2 separate regions of the Gossypium arboreum genome follow, and region 1 is linked to region 2. Evidence: chromatin contacts called from public Hi-C data. All regions are on one chromosome and are shown on one strand. Each heading gives the region's core, a stretch centred on a gene start, on an enhancer-like site or on the middle of the called end of the contact. The rest is flanking DNA. Distances are from core to core; before and after follow the strand shown. Region 1 holds the start of LOC108480976 (protein WHAT'S THIS FACTOR 1 homolog, chloroplastic). Region 2 holds the start of LOC108482162.

Evidence for each region. A called contact is a pair of places that touch in the nucleus more often than the background predicts.
Region 1: a contact with region 2 is called in a Hi-C map of leaf, with 3 times the contacts expected there. The contact joins the promoter of LOC108480976 here to the promoter of LOC108482162 in region 2. A contact is called at or near these places in 2 of 5 Hi-C or Micro-C datasets (both in leaf).

Annotation. Positions count from the first base shown.
Region 1 is chr6:117,793,630-117,796,970 of ASM2569848v2, reverse strand. LOC108480976 (protein WHAT'S THIS FACTOR 1 homolog, chloroplastic) reads left to right here and starts at 1,648. Exons shown (of 3, transcript XR_001870731.2): 1 at 1,648-3,341.
Region 2 is chr6:117,601,326-117,604,491 of ASM2569848v2, reverse strand. LOC108482162 reads right to left here and starts at 1,533. Exons shown (of 2, transcript XM_017785275.2): 1 at 293-1,533. The coding sequence starts at 1,380.

The DNA of each region.
Region 1 (3,341 bases), core at 399-2,898, 190 kb before region 2:
AAATTTTGAATTAAATAGTTTGAATTATTTGAGTTAATTAAGTTATTCGAATCAACTCGAATAAAAAATTAAGATCAACTCGAATAAAAAAATAAGTTTTTTTGTTTAACTCGAATATGAATTGCACAATTCAAGTTATCTGAAAATTCGAATAAGAAAAGGTAAAACTATGTCGTTTTAATAAATGTTTATTTTTTCTAAAGTTAAAAGTAAAATTACGTTATTTTGATAAATATTTACTTATTAAATTAAAAGGTAAAACAATTATATTGTTTATATAGTTAAATAATCTTATACTTTGTCTATTATTTAAATAACCAGTCCATGTAAATGCAACATTGAATATAAATAATATGATTCGTTAATTCGACTTGACTTAACATGAAATTTTTTCACTCGATTCAATTCGAAAAAAATTCAAATTGAATTCAGTTGCTAAAATATGATTCATCAACTCAACTAATTCGAATTTTTTTAACTCGATTCGACTCGACTAAATCGAATACTCACCCTTGGAGCAACTCCAGGATTTCAATGAATCCAGAAGTAACTCGAGCAACAACAATAGCAGCACAGCCCGGACATGCAGCGAAGTGCAGACAATCCTAGTGACAGAAGTACTACAGCATACCCTCGGCCATCTGCTTCGCCTCTTTACGATTGAAAAAAAAAGCCAAAGTACATCTCCAGAGGTTCTGAAACAAGCTCCAGATCGGAGAGCATTCACCATTTTAGAACATTAGTGTAAAGTTTGTTTAAACGAATGTAAACTTAAAAACACCAATCTTCCCCACGCAACTTGCAAGTGCAAAACCCTTGAAACATGGGGTGCATATAAGTCCGATCAAAAATCCAAAAGATTTGGATGATCCGGGTTTAGGTTTTTTTCTTGTCATTTAGGGATTTTAATCTTGTCTTTCTGTTCTTTTAGATTTTCTTTAGTTTTTTTTTTCTTAGATTTGATTCAATGGGTTTATGTAGTGCGTAAATGGGTCGGGAGAATATTCATTTTTAAAAGGATAAACTCTAAAAATAAATATTTTTATTTGTCTCAAATTATATTTTAATCACTTATGTTTGAAATATTACATTATCATTTTGTTACGAAGTGGTCACTCTACCGCTAAACTCTATTACCTCCTTAATGATAGTCTTACGTGATAGTCTAAATGAATTTTAAATACCAACTTAGATGCCCTACGTGACCGTCCAAATTAAATTTATTTAATTAAAAACTTATTTTTACCCTAGCAACTAGATATTCAAGTCATTTAAAATCTATTTAGACTATCACGTAGGACTACTATTAGGGAGTTAGTAGAGTTTAACTGCAGAGTGATCAATTCGTAATAAAATGATAACGCGAGTAATTGAAAGTAACATTTCAAATATTAGTAACTAAAATATAATATGAGGTAAACAAAAGTGACTATTTTTGAAATTTATCCTTTTAAAAATTTAGATTAGATAGTTCAATAAGTGCTTGACATGCGTATATTTTATTTTTAATATATTTATCTTTTTATTTCCATTTTGCCACGTCAGATGTTTAGACCAAAAGTGCTAATACTATTAATTATTGTCTTTTATTTATTCACTTTTAAAATTAAATTAATAAGGATTAATTTGCTCAATTTCGAAATTGAGAGGGATTGAAAAGTTGTTTTTACCTAAAATATTTCACAAAATATTTCACGCCTGTTAAATGGACGATTAGTGACAAGTGCTCTGCCTCCGCAAGGTTTTGATTGCCGTCATCGCCGCCGTCTATTATTCCTTCCAACGTCTTCATCCTCTCCACTTTCCTTGCCTTCACTGGTCTCGCTTAATCCCTCAAGCTCCACACTTTGGTACTTTCCCTTTTTCTTTTTCTATTTATTGGCTTAGGCATGCGGTGAAAGAGAAAAACCCCACCAAATTCCCCTACTGACATTTTTCAGAAACTTCTGATAGTCTATCCATACTTCCAGGAAGCTTGAAAAAGCAATAAAGCTTAAGCAATGGCCATTCCGTTTATTATAAACAAAGTTTTGTTGAATAAATCCGTCCATATCCAGCGACTACTTTCTAACCACCACCATATGCTTGATCTTTTGTCAATGAGAAGGATGTGGTACCAACAAACCATGTTTGGGTGGTTTCAAATCAAACCAATGACTTCCAGTAGACGAGTCCAAGACCGTAGCAAGAACAAAAGAATTCACTATCTCGAAATTGTAAAAGAGAAATGGAAAATATTATCAAAAGTACTGTTTTTGATGGAACTTTTAAAGAAAGAAACAGAGATGGTTATCCCCTTAAGGTCATTGGACAGATACAGGAAGCAACTTAATTTGCCAAAACCACATAAAATAACTGATTTTATTAGGAAATGTCCCAAGTTGTTTGAATTATACAAGGATCAAAGGGGAACCTTATGGTGTGGAATGACTAAAGAAGCTGAGGATTTGTTGGAAGAAGAGGAAAGGCTGATTGAGGAACAATCAACCAAAGCTGTTGAGTATGTTACTAGGATTTTAATGATGTCAGTTGATAAAAGGATTCAGTTAGATAAGATTGCTCATTTTAGGAGAGATTTTGGTTTGCCAATTGAGTTTAGGACCAAGTGGGTGAATCAGTATCCCCAACATTTTAGGGTGGAAAAATCTAAAGATGGGGTTGAGTTTTTGGAGCTTGTAAATTGGAATCCTGCTTGGGCTATTACAGAGTTGGAGAAAAGAACATTGGGTTTGAATGATGGGATTGGACGTGAACCGGGTATAATTTCTTTGCCTTTTCCTTTGAAGTTCCCTCCTAACTACAAAAAGGTGTATAGACATGGAGGGAAGATTGAGCATTTTCAGAAAAGGTCTTATTTGTCTCCCTATGCAGCTGCTAGGGAGCTGAAAGCGGGGTCATTGGAATTTGATAAGAGGGCGGTTGCAGTTATGCACGAGTTACTTAGCTTTACCATTGAGAAGAGATTGGTGACTGACCATCTCACTCATTTTCGACGGGAACTTGTGATGCCACAGAAATTGATGAGGCTTCTTTTGAAGCATTTTGGCATCTTTTATGTTTCTGAAAGGGGGAAGAGGTTTAGTGTCTTCTTGACTGAAGCTTATGAAGGTTCTGAGCTGATTGAGAAATGCCCATTGTTGCTTTGGAAGGAAAAGGTCCTGAGCTTTATTGGTTATAGAGGAAAGAAGAAAGAGGTTCCTACTTTCAGTGACCTGTCAGACATGGAGGAAAGGGATATAATTGAGGAAAAGGATATAATCGAGGGTGATACTGAGATGGAAGACACATGTGCAGATTTTGAGGAAGAAGAAATCATGGGTGGTTTAGATGCTGTTTCACCT
Region 2 (3,166 bases), core at 284-2,783:
TTAAGCTTTAATGGGCCTTTTTGGGCTCTTACAGCCAGAAGCTTTTGTAAGCATGAAGGCACGGCATCCATTGGGTGCAACTTTATTATGTTTTACAGAAAACGAGGCAAATTTGACTCTTTTCTTGGTAAGAATCAGGTAAATTACTGCATTTTACCAAATTTTGACCCTCAATTAGATCCAATTTGAGAGAGTTTCTAAATTTCCAATGTATGAATGAGCATAGTGAAAAAATCGTAATTTATACGTTCTGAAACACTTGTTTTATGTTTTTGAAAATCTGGGTACTTACCAAGGTAAGGCAGAATCAGAATCCTGGAAGTAAGAATCTGGGAAAAGATTATTGAAATGGTGGTGCTGCAAGCCACAGTCATTTGCATTCAACCAGGCAGGGAGTTCCATGACTTGATCAAATGGTTGGTGGTACCCATCATCCTCACCTTTCACTTCATTCCCATCTTCCATACTCTTCAAGAACTTGAACCACCATGCTGATGTTACCAAATTCACAGTGTCGTTCCACTCCATTTGATGCTGCTCTCCTAATGATCTCATCTCCGCCATTCCCTCATCGTCCATAGCTTGATGCAGGCCTCCCCCACCGTAGGATGCTGTTGAATTGGCCATAGTCCCAGGCCCCACTTCATGTGACACTGCAACTGAAGGCACATCTTCAGTTGCAACTGATAGAGTTGGGGAAGATGAGGATGATGAAGATGAGTAGATTGATGGGTTATTACTGTTATGGTAAAGGTTGGAGTCTATGTTGAAATCGTGAAAGTTAAGGTTTAGACCTAGGGTTTGGTCTGGTAGGTTCAAAGTGTGTGCAGTGGATGTAAAAGGACTTGGAGAAGAAGGAGGCCAACTATAGGAATGGGAAAAATAGTCTAAATTATAGGTAGACAAGTTGTTTGTTTTTGGTTCTTGCTCAAAAGGTTGTGGGAATGAAGGAGAAGGCTGAAGCGACCGTGATGATTGCTCTTCTTGTTGCTGTTCATTGGCTTGTTTCATGGCAGCTCTGTGGAACTTGAGTGCAGTGACAATTTCTCTCCTAGCTTCAGCCATGTTAAGCATCCTTTGTTGGTAAGGCCTGCGGGTATGAAATCTCCTCCGAACCTGTTTCTTTAGTTGTTTAGGTGGTGGGTTTGGTTCCACCTGGCTCTGTGTCTGTGGTGTAGCACTAAAACCCTCACCAAATTTGCTCAAAATTTGGCCATTAACGCAATCAGGGTCTTTGGCACTTCTGGAAGTGGTGAGTTGTTTAACCAGGCTACGAATGTAAGCACCAGAGAGCTGAGGAGTCTCATCTTTGTGACTGTTTCTAATTCTATCAATTTCCATTCCTTCTTTTGCTTCTTGCTTGGAACATCGACCCTTCATATCTAACTTTTATTTTTTTTTCCAACTTAGTACCGTAGAAAGAGAAAGGTGGTTTGAAAGATCATGGGGGTGTTATTTTTTCCTCAAAAAATCTAAAAGGCAATGTACAGAAATGCAGAGAGAGGTGCAGGAGACTGAAGTTTCACAAAGGAAGGGGGTGTTATAAATACAAGCTGACCTAGGGTTTGTAAATTGTTTTGGATTTTTCCTTGTTTTGGCAATCAACACTTGTTACCCTTTATTTACATGTTTGTTTTAGGCTTACTACTTTCCTTTACTAAACTGCCCTCCTCTTTCAACTACATTTACATTTCATTCATGCCTGGGAAGATCAATCCCGCAGTCCCACTTAATAATACACTGGGGTTTCATATGCTTTTATCTTACTTGCATGTGTCTAAAAAAAGACAAAAGAAACAGAAATGCGATGATGAAGCTTAAATATATTTTATTACATAGAAGGATTTGGTTGCTGTTGATCCTCATTATGTCAAAGGGGACAGCTTCTGAATTACTAGGCAGGATTCAGCAAATGGTCTCTTCTTCTCTTGGGTAAATTGGATTGATATTTTAGCATGTAATTTTTTCATTTTAACCGGTGATATATGTATGTGAGGGAATTTTAGGGCAAAAGCAAGGGTTATTCTGGTATCTTGTCTGAAAGTACGATGGGACCAGGCTATGCCTGTGAAGAACCTACACTTCCAAAAGTCTTAATACTACAACTACAAGAGATGACTGACAAAGGAATCTCCATTACTGTTGTAATGTAGCCTTTTTTTATATTTTGGAAAAATAGGAGAAAATTTCCAATATTTTGCTGTTTAAAAACAAAGAGATGGACAAGATTTTTAGACCCTTTCTGAAGACGTTGTTCAGAAAGTTAAAAGACAAGAATTTTCCATACCATCGTCTTCATCATCAATACTTTTACTCCAATTGCAGGTGGCTAGCAGCGTCTAAGATATGGCTTCTGTGGTTTTTATTCAACCCTTTCTGGCGCCAATAATAGTGAAAATAAAACATGGAGTAAGAGACATTGTTACTGCTGTCAATAATAGATATTATGTTTATTTTATATTTGTGTAGAATTTACACATGATTTTTGTAATAAATACCTCGTCACCTTTACTTCGTCTGGTCCCAACATCGTTTATGCAAAACAACTATGTCCCTCGTAGATGTATCCACGCTCGACACATTACATGTTTTTGGTCCACCTTGTGAAGGATATGTGTTTAGTTTCCTTTGCATGAAACACACGTGGGGTTTTATCTGCTCTATGTCAATTTCATTAATGTCTATTATACTCCCTAAGTAGCCAACCACAACAACACTAGCACAATCCACGTGTCTAGATCTAAGGCTAAAGAATGATCACCTTCGCCTATAAATACCTATTCTTAGTCTTGGTAGAGGTCTTCTTCTTCAATCATCCACCCTATGCTATATACTCTTTTATTATCCTCTTCCAACGGCTTTCAATACTTCTCCATTGTGTGAACTGCCATCCTTTCTTTTTACCTTTTTATAATCATCGACAATTGATGTGGTGAGTATGGACAATATGGTTCATCATGAGGGAACCATCCTTGGAAAACCCATTGTACCCTCCAATCCTACTACCTAGCTTGTTGGCCAAACATGCAATCCTCACTCAACACATCCTTAAAACCCCTATAATGACATTCATGAAAGCTAGTATCGTCCACAACCTAGGTATCCAACATTGCTCCTCCTTCACCAAACTTATGCCCGATGCCAACATCTAATGAACAAACATCAT